2 separate regions of the Sus scrofa genome follow, and region 2 is linked to region 1. The links are chromatin contacts, called in public promoter capture Hi-C maps. All regions are on one chromosome and are shown on one strand. The core of a region is the stretch at or near the end of the contact, and the rest is flanking DNA. Distances in the headings are between cores, read along the strand shown.

What was found. Promoter capture Hi-C pulls out the DNA fragments that hold promoters and counts their contacts.
Region 2: a promoter capture Hi-C map of fetal liver shows a contact between it and region 1, with 2.8 times the contacts expected there. The contact joins the enhancer-like site here to the promoter of ATOH7 in region 1. A contact is called at or near these places in 1 of 5 promoter capture datasets (fetal liver), 15 of 47 Hi-C or Micro-C datasets (adipose tissue, blood, embryonic fibroblasts and 8 more) and 1 of 2 datasets of contacts at active chromatin or transcription factors (skeletal muscle).

Annotation. Positions count from the first base shown.
Region 1 is chr14:71,399,902-71,407,688 of Sscrofa11.1, reverse strand. ATOH7 (protein atonal homolog 7) reads left to right here and starts at 5,210. Exons shown (of 1, transcript XM_005671039.3): 1 at 5,210-7,787. The coding sequence starts at 6,242. The coding sequence ends at 6,709. LOC110256710 (a long non-coding RNA gene) reads left to right here. Exons shown (of 3, transcript XR_002338600.1): 3 at 1-824.
Region 2 is chr14:71,464,709-71,472,495 of Sscrofa11.1, reverse strand. It overlaps PBLD (phenazine biosynthesis-like domain-containing protein), which reads left to right. Exons shown (of 10, transcript XM_021073523.1): 2 at 3,752-3,897. The coding sequence starts at 3,814. Among named protein-coding and RNA genes, the nearest start is that of HNRNPH3, 18 kb to the left of the region's middle. Within about 2 kb of position 4,540, at least 11 of the 83 cell types and tissues checked have an H3K27ac peak or open chromatin away from gene starts, as enhancers often do. A contact at or near this core is called in fetal liver and liver, where this site is marked.

The sequences.
Region 1 (7,787 bases), core at 3,961-6,460:
ATTTATCTTCTCAAATACCTCAGTGCTAGGAGGGAAGGACCCTGGATGGTGAATGCAAATATTTCAGCCACTGGAAAAGTGGAACCTCCTCTGAAAATTAGCACTTTTAAAATACACGCCTGTCATTGTCAGCTAGAAACTTAAACTACAATGAAACTACCAAATCTGCTACCTAGTAAGGCCCTGAGTAGTGTGTGTGTGTGTGTGTGTGTGTGTGTGTGTGTGTGTGGTTGGTTGTTTTTGGTTTGTGTCTCTGCTATCTCAAATTTAGATTGCTCCAATACCAAAGCCAGAAGGGACTCTTGAATTTACCCTCCTCTCCCTGTCCGCTCTATGGGTCTAGCACTGAGGAGCAGGGAAATAAAGAGGAGGAGGAGGGATGGCTAGTCTGCATCCTGGATAATTGCAACAGGTCATTTTGTTGGTTGAAACAAGCCCCTATATTGCATTTGTTTTCCAGGCAGAGGTCTAAGTGCTTTACAAAGAATAACTAACTCAATCCTCATACCAATTCTATAAGATCTTTCTATTATTAACTCTCCTTCTGGATAAGGTAAGAGGCATAGAGAGGTTAAGTAAATTGCTCAGGATCACACAGCTGGAATTCATATCATGATTAACTAGCTTTATGTGTAAAAGTTTCAAAATTATTCATTAAGTTCAAAAGCTGAAGAAACTGATTATACGTTCATTTTTTATTATTACTTATAAAAACTATTCAGAACATAGAGCATTAGTTGTCATTTAAAGAATGACTTTTGGAGTTCCCTTCATGGCTCAGTGGTTAACAAACCCAACTAGGATCCATGAGGATGCGGGTTCCATTCCCCACCTCGCTCAGTGGGTTAAGGCTCCAGCGTTACCATAAACTGAGGTGTAGGTGGCAGATGCGACTCGGATCCCTTATTGCTGTGGTTGTGGTGTAGGCCAGCAGCTGTAGCTCTGATGCTACCCCTATATGCTGCAAGTGTGGCCCTAAAAAGAAAAAACAAAAATAAAATAAAGAGTGACTTTTGGGAGTCCCCATTGTGGCTCAGTGATTAATGAATCTGACTAGGAACCATGAGGTTGCAGGTTTGATCTGGCCTTGCTCAGTGGGTTAAGGATCCGGCGTTGCAGTGAGCTGTGGTGTAGGTTGCAGACGTGGCTTGGATCTGGTGTTGCTGTGGCTGTGGTGTAGGCTAGCGGCTATAGCTCTGATTAGATCTGTAGCCTGGGAGCCTCCATATGCCTTGGGTTTGGCCCTAAAAAGACAAAAGACACACACACACAAAAAGGAAAAAATACCCACAATTCAATTCATGTTGTTCCAGCCTCAACACCCTGAACCCTGCTCGTCCCCTCAAAAAGAGTGACTTTCTTAGGAACCAGGCAGAATCCTTTACGAGTACAATCTCATTTAATGCTCACTACTGCCCCGAGAGGTATTATGATAGCACTTTGCAGATAGAGAAATCAGAGAAGTGATACTCCTAAGAGCACAGAGCTAGTTGAAAGGAGATCCAGGATTCAAAACTGCTATCAAGGAGGATGCTTAGAGGAGGGTAAGATGCACCATGGAGAAGAGTGAAGGCAGAGTCCAAACCATGCAAGTCATTCTGGCTCCTGGTGACTAGAAACTAAGACTGCCAAGCTGGAATTCTAGAGCAGTGAGTCAAGTGACTGGGGGTTGGGAGCCTGCACTTTCTGAAGGTGAATGGTCACTTCTGGGGCCTAGGACAATGTCCCCATCTCTTTCATATTTCTCTTGGCCCCATTCTGAGTCTCTGCCCCTTCTTAATTTCTGCCCTCCGTTGGGTTTTCTCTTCCCTGAACTTTTGAGGGGCAGGGGCCAGAGATGCAAGACTTAGCTCCCTCTTCCTTTCTCTAAACTTTTATATGCTTTTGCAGGTTTTTTCTTGACTGGTAACTACATAGCATGTTTCAAAGTTACAAGAACTTTTAAGACTGCCCTTCTGGCCTTTAATGAAGTATAAGTGGAACTCACCTTCATCTTTCCTTGGTCTTTTGCTGGCTTACCTCTGAGTCTCTCAGGGACTGAGAGGCCTCCAATTGCCACTTGCTCCAGAGGGAAGCCCTTTCCTCATTTTCCATATTTTTCTTGCGCATTCAGAATGAACAAGTGTTTTCCTCTCTTTCTTATAATTATGTGTGTGTGTGTGTTTTATGGCTGCACCCATGGCATATGAAGTTCCTGGGCCAGGGATTGAATCTGAGCTGCAGTTGGGACCTATGTTGCAGCTGTGGTAATGCCAGATCCTTAACCCACTGTGCAGGGCCTGGGATCTAATCTACACCTCTGCAGTGACTTGAACTGCTGCGGTTGGATTCTTAATCCACCATTCCACAGAGGGAACTCCTAACTGTGTGTCTTTGGACAGTATTTATTTAAAAAATTAAAAATGGTTTTGGATAATAAAAGAATGTTTACCCTTTTACCTATTCTATCTGTCCTATGTAATAATTTCCAGCCATTGATCTTTTATCTCTAATGTTTCTCCTGGTTTTCTACTACAGGTGTAAGATGTTTCTATTTTCCCCTCTCTCATGATTCTATCTGCCAGTTTTGATTTCTGGCCAACCCTAGACATACAGTAACTGCCAGTTCATCTGGTAGGTTCATGTTCTCAGTATAGAAATATGGTGGAAATTAGTCTGACATGTATGTTCTTTTGGCTCAAATGGCTATAAATATGTTTTCTGATAAGAAAGAATCAATTCTGCATTCAAAATATGGATTCAGTGTGTGCTTTTTAAAAAGTAAAGAAATATAAATTATTCATATGGGTTATCCACTAGGAATGCATTCATTCTCATCTGTATCTATCATTTATATAACATTTTTGCAGCCCCTTAGCCTGGGTTGTTTATTATCTGTTATTTTCTAGGTACTGTGCTAGGCACCAGGGTGATAAAATAAATCACATTATCCTTTATCCTTTCTAATTTTATTTCCAAAAATTTCACTAGTGATTGGTGGATCTCAGGGCCCCATTTTGTAAGTTGTATTAAGTGACCTCAATTTTAAAACCTCTAAAATTAGATGATACAGGAGATTTGACTTCTTAATTCAGTCATTAAATTGCTCAGCACCTTTGAACATAATGTTTAGTCTCTGGATCTCAGTCTCATCCTCTGCAAAATTAATGGAAGGTATTAGAGCAGGTTTAGAAGTGGATATTTCAAGAAACTTTGTTAATAGGCTTTTCTGGGGAAAAATAAAAGGTTCTATGTTCAAGGAGGTCTAGGAAACTCTGGAGTCAGATGGTTTCTTTATGCCAAGACTTCTCAGAAACCTTACCAATTTTGCTTCATGACTCTCTAAACAGAAGAAAACAAATGTGTTTCCCAAATATACTGGACAGTAGAATAATCTTCTCCCAGAAGCACCTTTGTAGTACTAATAAATTATCCTTCAGAATGCATCTGGGAAGTGAATTACTAAATACCTTCTAAGGCCTTTTTACTGCAGAAATACTTTCTATCCTTGGATCAATTTCATGTCACAGATAGCTGCTAGCGTATGTTCTAATATAACCACGCTGTGTGCATACTGCTGGGTTTCCTTTTTCTCTTCAAGTTGTGTTTGCTGTTCTCTTGGTGCACAGGCTATAATCTCACCAACTGTGAATACACGGCCTGCAAAATCCTGCATCTCATTAGCACTTTGGTCAAAAGTGTCCAGAACAGTATGTTTTGTAGGGAAACATTCCAAAGAGTAGCACAGAAAAGGCTTGTTGGGGGAAAGGGAAAAGATAAATGAACAGGAGAAATAATAGCATTGGTAGACCCGATTTCCATGAAAACTCAAAAAAAAGTATTTGACATTCTGATGACTAAACATAGTCATCAAACATCCTCCTGTCACAGGACTGCTGTTCCTGACCAAGACTGTTAAGAATCAGAGTAATAGAGCTGAGTGGCTCCATGCAAAATTCTGTGTTCAACATCTGTCATGCTGGAGATCATTAATGTTCAATTGCATTCTATTGTCTTCATGTTACTCAACTTCATTTCATTGTCATTGCTTCAGCTGGGGATTAATCAACTATTTATGGGAAGACAGGACTTGGAGTCAGGGCAGTCACAATAGGGTTTTGGTCTAAAGCAATGGCAAGGGAAGCAAGACACAGTTAAAAGGAATCTTAAAAAAGAATACAAATGAACTTATTTGCAGAAGAGAAAAAGAATCACAGACTAGAAAATTTATGATTACCAAAGGGGACAGGTGTTGGGGACGGAGGGGTGGACTAGGGGTTTGGGATGGAAATGTTCTAAATTTGGGTTGTGATGATGGTTGTACAGTTATAAATTTAATAAAATTCATTGATTATTAAAAAACTGATTTGTGGGAGCTTGTTGATAATTTAATTATACAAAAATATTTGGGAATAATGCCAACATAATCCATATTTCAAGAGGGGAAAGAACATACTTGGTCTTCCCAAAGAATTCAGAAATGATTCTGGCTTGAATCTATTTGAGCTGGTTTCCTTGCTACTTTACTCTTCTAAAGAAGTAGAAAGAGGCTGAGATAAGAGAATCAACTTAATGGCTTATCTATATATAAATCATTTCACTATCAATAGTGGAAATCATGCTTCAGTATTATTCCTAAGGACAGTTGACACAAGTTCCAAGTAGTATGAAATATTTATAGCTTTATGAGGTGGGGAAAAAAAAATCTTCCATTAGGAATTATTTTTTAAAACCTCACAAATCACTTAGATGCTTCACTTTCACACATATATTTGCATTATAATTAGTTTTATTAGATGTAAAAGTCAAATTAAATAATTGATTATCATCTCAATCTGTGTCCTGAAAACATTTATAAATATGCGTCCGGAGAAATGGGGCATAGATTCTGAATCTACCGAAGTATACAAACTCATGCAATCTAATATATTGTATAATATACATTTTTACATAACATTAATATCTTTTTTATTTTAACCATTTTAATTGAAGTATAGTTAATTTAAAAAGTTGTATTAGTTTCAGTTGTATAGCAGAGTGATTCAGTTATGCATACTTACATTTATATTTTTTTCAGATTCTTTTCCATTATAGGTTATTACAAGATATTGAATATAGTTCCCTGTGCTATATAGTAGGTTCTTGTCCATCTATTTTATATATAGTAGTGCATATATGTTAACCCCAAACTCCTAATTTGGCCCCCTCCCCACCCCTTTGGTAACTGTAAGTTTGCTTTCTACATTTGTGAGTACATTAATATCTTTTGATATGCTATAATATTCTGCAGAAAACAGCCAAATTATTTGCACAGTAAAATCTTAGGTCTGAAATAATACTAGGATCTGCTAATTTGTCCCAACTTAATAGCTAAAATCAAATGCATGTATTCAGTCGGCCTTATGCAAAATTGTCACATCTTGAAAAGCGAATCTTGTACCACTAAGCTTCTACATATCTTAATCTAAAACCAACATATTGACACAAGTGATTTCTAATAATTTTAAAACTTTGGTTCAGTTTTTGATATGTATGCTGCCTGCTGATATGGGAAAAGAAAGACCAAGCCCTTCCCCACCCCCACCTTGTTATTCTCTTGGGGACAGCCAGACCACTCCAGATGGTGTGTTAGTGTAGGACATAGCTTTGGAGAAACTTCCAACAGACGAAGGCTGTAATGTCAGGATTTTGCTGTGCGTCGTCCCCCTTTCCCCCCCTGCAGTTCCCAGGGTAGGAAGGTGCTGAGATGGAAGCCGAGGGACGCCCGCCCACCTGCCACCACCTGTTCCCTCCTTCAGCCTTCTGCTATAAATTCTCCTTCAAAGATTCACCCGGCACTTTTCCGACAACTACTGCGGAAGAGGCGCTCCTTTCCTATCTAAGCTTCGGGAAAGATTTCGTCTTCCGGAAAAGAAGTCTTGGGCTTTCCCGGAGGACTTGAGAGACCTTCCGCGAATCAGCCACACCAATTCTGCTGCAAGAAGGTTCCCTTCTCACATCAGTTTCATGTTGGGAAAATGACTTCTCTTCAGCATCCCAATTTCCCCTAAATTTTGGCAAGTGAAGACATCAGTCTGGCTATCCAGTAGGACAAAGGGCGGAGCCCCGCACTCCCCACTGCAGACTTAGATTCCACGCGGGCTGCTTTTTGCATGACTTATTTGTTAAGAGGAACCAAGTTGCGGAGCGACTGCATACACCAACCCACACGCAGGTCCTGAGCTGACAAGTGAGATCTGCGCCTCCCTCCTTCCGGCGGGGAATGAAGTCGTGCAAACCCTGCAATCCCCCGGCGGCGGCGGGAGCGCGTGCCGCGCCCCCGTGCACGGGTGGCGCAGCCGAATGCGCGGGCACGTGCGCAGGGGCTGGGCGGCTGGAGAGTGCGGCGCGCAGGCGCCTAGCGGCCAACGCGCGCGAGCGCCGCCGCATGCAGGGTCTCAACACGGCCTTCGACCGCCTGCGCAGGGTGGTACCCCAGTGGGGCCAGGATAAAAAGCTGTCCAAGTACGAGACCCTGCAGATGGCGCTGAGCTACATCATGGCTCTGACCCGCATCCTGGCTGAGGCCGAGCGATTCGGCTCGGAGCGGGACTGGGTCAATCTCCATTGTGAGCACTTCGGTCGAGACCACTACCTTCCGTTCGCGGGCGCGAAGCTGCCAGGCGAGAGCGAGCCGTACGGCCAAAGGCTCTTCGGCTTCCAGCCCGAGTCCTTCCAGATGGCCAGTTAGGGCGCAGCCTCGCGGGAATGGGACTCTCAATGACTGCGCTCCGGAGATACAGCCTTTTCCCCCAAGAAGCCGCTCGGGCCTTCGGTGGGGCGTAGGATGTATTCTTAGAACAAAATTAGCAAACTTCCAGGTTACTTTCATTTGCATCCTCGGTCTAATGGACGCGATGCCTTTTTTCCCTCCTTAGTATGTTGTAGATTTCATTAATGGAATAGTTTTGATTGTTGAGACTAATGCCCCTCCCCCCTTTCCTGGACTACTTTGAGGGAAAACAATCTAAAAAAAGAAGGATTAGATTATACTGCAGGTTTAGTCCTCAGCGAAATAATCACTTTTAGATTTTGTAAATTTGTCCTCTTAGGGTGAAGTTACAATATCTATTACTTGTGTTTGCTTAATGCAGAGCTGCCTTCCTGTCTTGTAAGAGCAGTATGCTTAGTGTATTGTGTGTGTGTGTGTGCATGAAGTAGTCAGACGTTTTTCTTACTTTTCTTCGTAGAGTACATGGGCGTAAGTGCTCAGTATTTTTTAAAAACTGTATATCCATTATTAAAGTAGATTTTGTAAAATATAATTAAAAACGTGGGTTTCTTTTTCATGCCAAGTTTCCTGATTTCACTAAGGGCCTGTTTGGGGGGTGATAACATTGAGTGCTTCCCTGAGTAAAGATGCGGAGTGTTTAAATCTAATCCCACCGGTTGGCAAAAGTGCTGTTTTTGAATACTTCATCAAAAAACGACAAGCTGATGAGAGTGGAAGTAATTAGCTTGGAAGTTTTTCCCATCAACTTGGAAATATAGATATATTTTTCATAGTTTTTCAAAAAGATTAATTTAATTGAAATAATATTTAGCTTTAAAGCAACTAGATATATAGTTCCTCAATATTTTATTTTCCATATTAAGCCAACTACTAACTACTAATTCCTTACAGGTATGCCCATATGTATATTTGTTCATATATATGTGGCTTTTGAAAGTGATTTTCTCTTAATCAGTACAAGTTGAACAAGAAGGGCTTTACTACCATCCAGGCTCATCTTTAACAGAGCAATATAATACACATGGTATTGGTTTGA
Region 2 (7,787 bases), core at 3,291-5,790, 65 kb before region 1:
CTGGCCCTTTTGTCAGAAAGCAAAAAATTTTCCCTAGAATCAATCTTGCTCTAATTGGGTCCTATGACCATCTCTAGCTGGAAGAGGAAGCATCTGGCAAAGGATCATGAGATCATTCTGACTGACTTAGACCCTTTATGATACATTAACGGGGCTGGGCACACTGCTTTCCCAAACAAAATCAGAGTTATTTTAGGAAAAGGGAAGTGCAAGTGTGTTGGGAGGAGATGAAGTAGAGAGGGGTAGTTGTTAAACAGGCAAATGACATTGGATATTAGAGTCTTTGAGATTTTTTCCCTTTAATGTTTTCATTTGAGAAGCAATTCAGTATTTCTAGAAGCCTGATAAAGTACTTAGTTGTAGAATTGTATTTTTCTGTACCAAATTAGAGCAAGAAAACTTGAGAACACTGTTTGAAGAAACATTTTAAAAACTTGCACATGTAATTTATTATCATGATAGAAAAGGTAGTCTTTTCTATATGTTTCTTCATCTGATTGAATGTGTAGCTGATGGCTGGAACCAATGAGGTTGTAGTTTAAATGAGGGTAAAAACTATCTCTTTGTGGCACACCTATGATTTCTGTGTCAGTTCTATTAAATTTATGAATACTGTGCTCATTATCAGAAATTTAATTTGTTTCTGGTCTCTATTTAAATTTTCTAAAATAACAGAGGCAATCTATTTCCAAATAATTGCATAAACAAACTGCAATGTTCTGTCAATAACAGTACTGCTACTGAAACTAAAATGTTGGCTGGCAGATGTTGCCATGTTGAGAAGCCCTATGTATTTGCCAGTCACTGTTTGAAAGTTCAGTTGAGATGCATGCTTAGTATATTATTTACTTAATTCAGTAAACATTTATTGTATGCCAGGCACTGTTCTAGGAACTGAGATTTTAGTAGTAAAGAAAAATAAGAAGAGGTTCTGACTTTATGTTCTTTGCAGTTTGGTTAGAATAATCGAAGAAACACAAAGGAAAACTCAAAGGTTTTTGTTTTTTGTTTTTAGTTTTTTTGCTTTTAGGGCCACACCTGTGGCATAGGGAGCTCCCAGGCTAGGGATCTAATCCTAGCTGTAGCCACCTGCCTACGCCAGAGCCACAGCAATGCCAGACTGAGTCCTGTCTGCAACCTACACCACAGCTCACAGCAACACCAGATCCTTAACCCAGTGAGTGAGGCCAGGGATCAAACCCAAGACCTCATGGATACTAGTTGGATTCGTTAACCACTGAGCCATGACGAGAACTCCCTCAAAGTATTTTTTTTTATCTAACAGATTAGCAGTGGTGGGACATTCTCACATGCTAAGTTGATACACTCCTAAAGATAAATTTATCTGTATGTGTAAGATAAAATTAAGATGTCTGTACACTTTGATCTAGGGATTTGACTTTTTGGGAATCTATTGTAATTAAAAAATCAGAAATGCAGACCAAGATTTATAGTCGGTAAGTTTGGTCACAACATTATCTTTTTTTAAAAAACTTTTTAGGGCCATACCTACAGCATATGCAAGTTCCCAGGCTAGGGGTTGAATAGGAGCTGTAGCTGCCAGCCTATGCCACAGCCACACCAGATCTGAGCCATGTCTTAGATCTACACCACAGCTTGTGACAACACTGGATCCCCAACCCACTGAGCAAGGCAAGGGATTGAACCGAGTCCTCATGGATACTATTTGGGTTCATTACTGCTGAGCCACAGTGGGAATGCCTACATTATAAGTGAAAAGTTAGAAATAAATATTCACCAAAGGGAAAAATGGTTAAATAATTTATAGCACATCCATGAACCTATTGTAAATCTATTTAAATGATTTTTTTTAAGAATTATGAAGCATTTGTACTCATATTATACTGTTAAAAAAGTAAAAATTGGAGTTCCCAATTCATGGTTCAGTGGTAACAAACCCAGCTAATATCCATGAGGTTGTGGGTTCAATCCCTGGCCTCGCTCAGTGGGTTTAGGATCTTGCGTTGTTGTGAGCAGTGATGTAGGTCACAGACATGGCTCAGATTCCAAGTTGCTGTGGCTGAGGCTGTGGCATAGGCTGGCAGCTACAGCTCTAATTTGACCCTTAGCTTGGGAACTTCCACATGCCATGGGTACAGCCCTAAAAAAAAATAAAATAAAAATAAAAATAAAATAAAACAAAAAGGTATAAATTGTGATTAAAGAGAGTTCCTGTTTTGGCTCACTGGGTTATGAACCTGACTAGTATGCATGTTAGGATAGGTTAATTTCTTTTAGATTTAAACAAAGCACCCCCTAATTCACTGAATTTTTTTGAAGTCTGTAACTTTGGGAGAGAGGAATCTTCCATGCCTATAAAAAAAATCCAGGCTTTCTAGTAGAGCAAAGAAGACACCCAGAATATTCACAGGATTTATCTCTGGGAAATGAAAATACGGGAGACACCCCACTCCCTGCTTTTCTGTATTTTATGGTTTTCAGTAAAGAGGAGGTATTATTCTTATAGTGAAAAGGTTTACTTTAACAAATTTATGTCATGAGCTCAAAAAACTTTCTACTGCAGATTTGTAAAATAACACCAACAAATTAAAGCACGAGGTTCCTTTGACTATGTTAAGTCCCCCCCAAAAAAAAAATTTATTGCTGATTTGCATGGTTATGGGTCACTTTTTGATTTTCCACGGTTTTCTTTTTTTATAATGGGCATCTTTTTTAAAATTAGAAAAAATGGTTTTTTTTTTTTTTTTTTTTTTTTTTTTGTCTTTTTAGAGCCACACCCAAGGCACACAGAAGTTCCTAGGCCAGGGGTTGAATTGGAGCAGGAGTTGCCAGCCCACACCCCAGCCACAGTAATGCCAAACCCGAGCTTCGTCTGCAACCTACACCACAGCTCATGGCAACACCTGATCCTCAACCCACTCAGCCAGGCTAGGGATCAAATCCATGTCCCTATGAACATTAGTCAGGTTCTTAACCTGCCGAGCCACAACGGGAACTCCAAAAAATGTATTCTTTTAAAAAGGCATGAGTTCCTGTTGTGGCTTGGTGGCTTAAGAACCCAACATAGTATCCATGATGATGTGCATTCAATTCCTGGCCTTGTTCATTGGGTTGAGGATCCTGTGTTGCCACAATCTGCAGCATAGGTCGCAGAAGCAGCTCAGATCTGGCATTGCTGTGGCATAGGTATTGTGTACTCTGACATAGCTGCAGCTCCAATTCAACCCCTAGCCTGGAAACTTCCATATGCCGCAGGTTTGGGGTTAAAAAGGTGGGGTGCATATATTCTTTGGGAAACCTTAAGCAACATATATATATGTCCCCTTGGAAGTTTCATGCACTTCTTTAAAAATATAGCCTAAGTGGAGTTCCTGCTGTGGTGTAATGGAATCAGTGGTGTCTTGGAAGCACTGGGATGCAGGTTCCATTCCAGGCCTGAAACAGTGGGTTAAGGGTTCAGCACTGCTGCAACTGCATCTTAGGTCACAACTGTGGGGCAGCAAAAAAAATGTAGATAAATAGATAGGTAGATAGCCTAAGATAGTTTTGGCTCTTTTAAGAATATGATTCTGTTGTTAAGTATATGTACAATATGAAAAGAAAATATTCACCTACTATTTTAAAACAAATTCAATTTAGAGGTTTAAAATTAATCAGAGGATCACTTATTTTTAATTGTGGGTAAGTTAGAATAATTGCTTGACTTTGTACCTAGGAAATGCTGGTTGCTTATGTACATCAAGTAAAACATTAACTTTATTTTTTGCAGCAACAAGAAGGAAAGCAGGCTATCAGAAATTTTGAGAACTTGCAGAAGTGCTTACAAGGAAAATGAAGCTCCCTATTTTCATAGCAGATGCATTCACAGCAAAAGCATTTCGTGGGAATCCTGCTGCTGTTTGCCTCCTAGAAAATGTAAGTAGTATTTGAAGTGCAGTGCCTGAAATTCTAGATTTCTGTAGAACCAAGTATTTCTTAAAAAAAAAAAAAAATTCACCTGGTTTGTTTATCTCTTTGATTGTGTTCTTTGTCAGATGATATCAGCAATGTGCATGTCTGCAAGTTAATTTTGACCAGATTATATTATGAGACTGCTTACACCTAAATGCTTAGATCTAGAGAAATGAAGATTCACGTAAAGAAGAATTAGATCCAATTTTAAAAAAAGTCAAAGTCCCTTCTAGTCATTGTGTTTTCATTTAGTTAGCACCAAATGTGGAGCAGAATGAAATTGGATGAGTTTCATGTGACTGGACATGGCTGATACTGTATTTTTCATAAAAGATTCTAGCTGGATATTTTTAACCTTACCTGTGGTTCAGACAATTAGAAATTATTCTCAAAGTCAAGAAAACATTTTGCAATGAAGTGATTTAATAGAAAGATAGAAGGAATTAAACTCTAACCTAGGGAGAATTCAGTTTACTGCAAGTCTCATTTTTAAAATGGCCCTTTGATTAGGTAAATATTAACAGAATAGTTAATTATTCCTTGACCTTAGCTGCTTTGTGTTATTACCTGGGTGTTGGGAAACAAGTCAAGGTACCCTTCCACTCAGAGCAGTTAGTACAAGGGTAGATTATCTGAGAATTCCTTTAGAAACAAGAGTGAGCAATTGAAGATCCTAAATAAGTCTTACTAAGTTAGGGCTTTCGAGTGCAGTGACTGTCAAGCTGGCTGCACATTAAAATTACTCGAGATGCTTTAAAAATTCCTGTACCCAGGCTGCATCCTGGTGAATCACAACAGGATCTCTGGAGATGGGTTTGTTTTCTAAAGCTCCACTGTTTTAAAATTGTATTTTTTTCTTTTTACAGCCATACCTGCAGCACATGGAAGTTCCTGGGCTTGGGGTCCTGCATCTGTGCTCTACACCACGGCTTGTGGCAATGCTGGATCCTTAACCCACTGTGTGAGGCTGACAGGGTTCAAACTGACAGTATGTCGGATTCTTAACCCCCTGAGCCACAACGGGAACTCCAAAGCTCCACTGTTTTTTAAAGCAGCACTGTTTTTTTAAAGCTCCGCTAGTGATTCTAGGGTGAACCAAGATCGAGACTGGCTGAAGTTGAGCTGAGACAGGTGAATATTGTTAATGGAGTCCTTGGTATACTTATTTGGTTCCTCAGCTGGAGCAGCAAAATGGTCCAGGGTCAAGGGTCCGTATCTTACCTTCATGACGCATTCATTATGCAGCCTTGCAGCTGGCATTTTCCAACTACAAAATGCAGAAAGTAATAAAGGTAATAGGCTTTAACAAGTAACACCAGAGCTTGGCAGTGTTAGTGAGATAATAATTAACAGCCAAATTCTAAGTCGTGAACTTTCTTTAGAAACAATATGACAGGAGTTCCCATTAAGAACTGACATAGCATACGTGAGGATTCGGGTTCAATCCCAGCCCTTGCTCAATGGGTTAAGGATCTGGCATTGTGGCAAGATGTGGCATATTGAAGATGTGGCTGGCATCTGGTGTAGCTGTGGCAGTGGCGTAGGCCAGCAGCTGACTTCTATTCACCTCCTAGCCTGGAAACTTCCATATGCCACAGGTTCAGCCCTAAAAAGAAAATAAAGTGAAAAAAAGAAACAATATGGCAAACATAACTTCATGTTAAGGACTTGTGGAGTAGACCAAACTTACTCGTCAAGAGTCTGTATATTTGCCCCATGTCCCCATGAAATGCTCTTGAAGAATTTTGAAAAAAGTTTTGAGTGATTTATGTACTCAGTTTTCACCAGATGACAAGAATTAGTTTTATTCCTCAATTTGACTCTTATTTTTTTGTCTTTTTAGGGCCGTACCCACAACATATGGAAGTTCCCAGGCTAGGGGTTGAATCGGAGCTGTAGCCGCTGGCCTACACCACAGCCACAGCAGCACTGATCTGAGACACATCTGCAGCCTACACCACAGTTCATGACAATGCCAGATCCTTAACCTACTGAGCATGGCCAGGGATCGACCCTGCATCCTCGTGGATACTAGTCAGATGAGCCATGATGGGAGTGCCCCTCAATTTACTCCATTTTACCTCCAGCTCATTCACTGAACTCCAGACTTAGGATCTTAGGAGCTTTCTCTCTCTCTCCATTAAACTATATTTTGCATGTTATTTATATATTTGGAAAAGCTAGGAAATAAAATGTTAAACAAAAGGCTTTAATGCTGTTTAAAGAAATATGCTTTAGTACAAATGGAAAAAAGAATAAAGGAGATTAGTCTGCGATCCAGGGACCCTCTCTAAAGAGTCTCTCATTTCACTTCTTCTGTGCCTTGGACCTGTGAGACCAGATTAGTTTGATGGCCTGTCAGGGACAACTGAATAGATATCTAGAAGCTAGTTTTGCTAGTTTTCTATTCTGTAGACATGAGAATCCTGCTCTCCTGGGGGCCAATTTAGCACTTTCTTCAATGCATAATTAATAGAAATTAAAATGGACATAGAAACTGTTGTTTCTACCCTTGGATTCTTTTACTCATGGCTGGAGACAGTGGACACCTGAAACCCCTAGAGAGAACACAGGGAAACTCAGGACAATATCAGAGACAGGTAATTGTTAAACCTCACAAAGCTGACCACAACTCAGTAGGTATTAGCCTGTCATTATGTAGTCTACAAATATTTGTCTACATCTACCATGAACCAGGTTCCGGGGTAGGGACAGGAGGTATGAAGATTGATAAGTGTGCACTTACTAAGCACCCTGAGGTGCTCAGAGTCCAGCAGGGGAAATAGACATGTAAATGTGACCTCTATTCAGTAGTCACCGCAGAGGCTGAAAGACCATGGGGACTCAGAGCACGGAATAACTGGATTTTTTGGGGGAGAAAAGTCTTCACATGTTAAGTCCAGGGCTTCAGAGGAATATTTTTTTTTGTTTCATTTTGTTTAAAATTATTTAAAATTTGACTGAGGAATTCCCGTTGTGGCACAGCAGAAACAAATTGGACTAAGAACCATGAGGTTGACGGTCCAATCCCTGGCCTTGCTCAGTGGGTTAAAAATCTGGCTTTGCCATGAGTTGTGGTGTAGGTTGCAGACACAGCTCGGATCCTGAGTTGCTGTGGCTGTGGTGTAGGCTGGCAGCTATAGCTCTGATTCAGCCCCTAGCCTGGGAACCTCTGTATACTGCGTATGTGGCCCTAAAAAGCAAAAATAAATAAAACGATATCAGAAATAAAATTTGACTGAGATGAGACTAATCTCAGAAAAACTTGGTAGACAGACTAAAGACTGCATAATTGCACTTTGGGCTTTTTGAATACTTGATAAAAGGCTGCTGGAAGGAATGTAAAAAATCCTGAGTAACAACATTCCCAGAGCTACTATGATATTCTAAATTTTTTTTCTTTTCCTTTCTAGACAAGTGCACTTAAATTTTCACACGAGGAACTTATAACATTTCACATTAGGTGCAAACAAAAATTAAGGGCTAATGAAACATGAAGCAGATATTTGAAAAATATTTAGGAGTTCCTGTTGTGGCTCAGGGGCCATGAACCCAACTAGTGTCCAAGAGGATATGGGTTTGATCCCTGGTCTTGCTTAGTGGGTTAAGAATCCCACATTGCTGTAAGCTGTGGTTAGGCTGACAGCTGCAGCTCCAGATCGACCCCTAGCCTGGGAACTTACATATGCCATAGGTGCAGCCCTAAAAAAAGACCAAAAAAAATATTTAAAACTTTCAAAATTTGAGGGTTGTCCTCAAATGCTTGAGAGTTTTATAATAAAGGCCATGCAGAGATATTGAAAATGTATAGAAACCATATTTTAAATCTTTTTGGCCACGCCCACAGCATATGG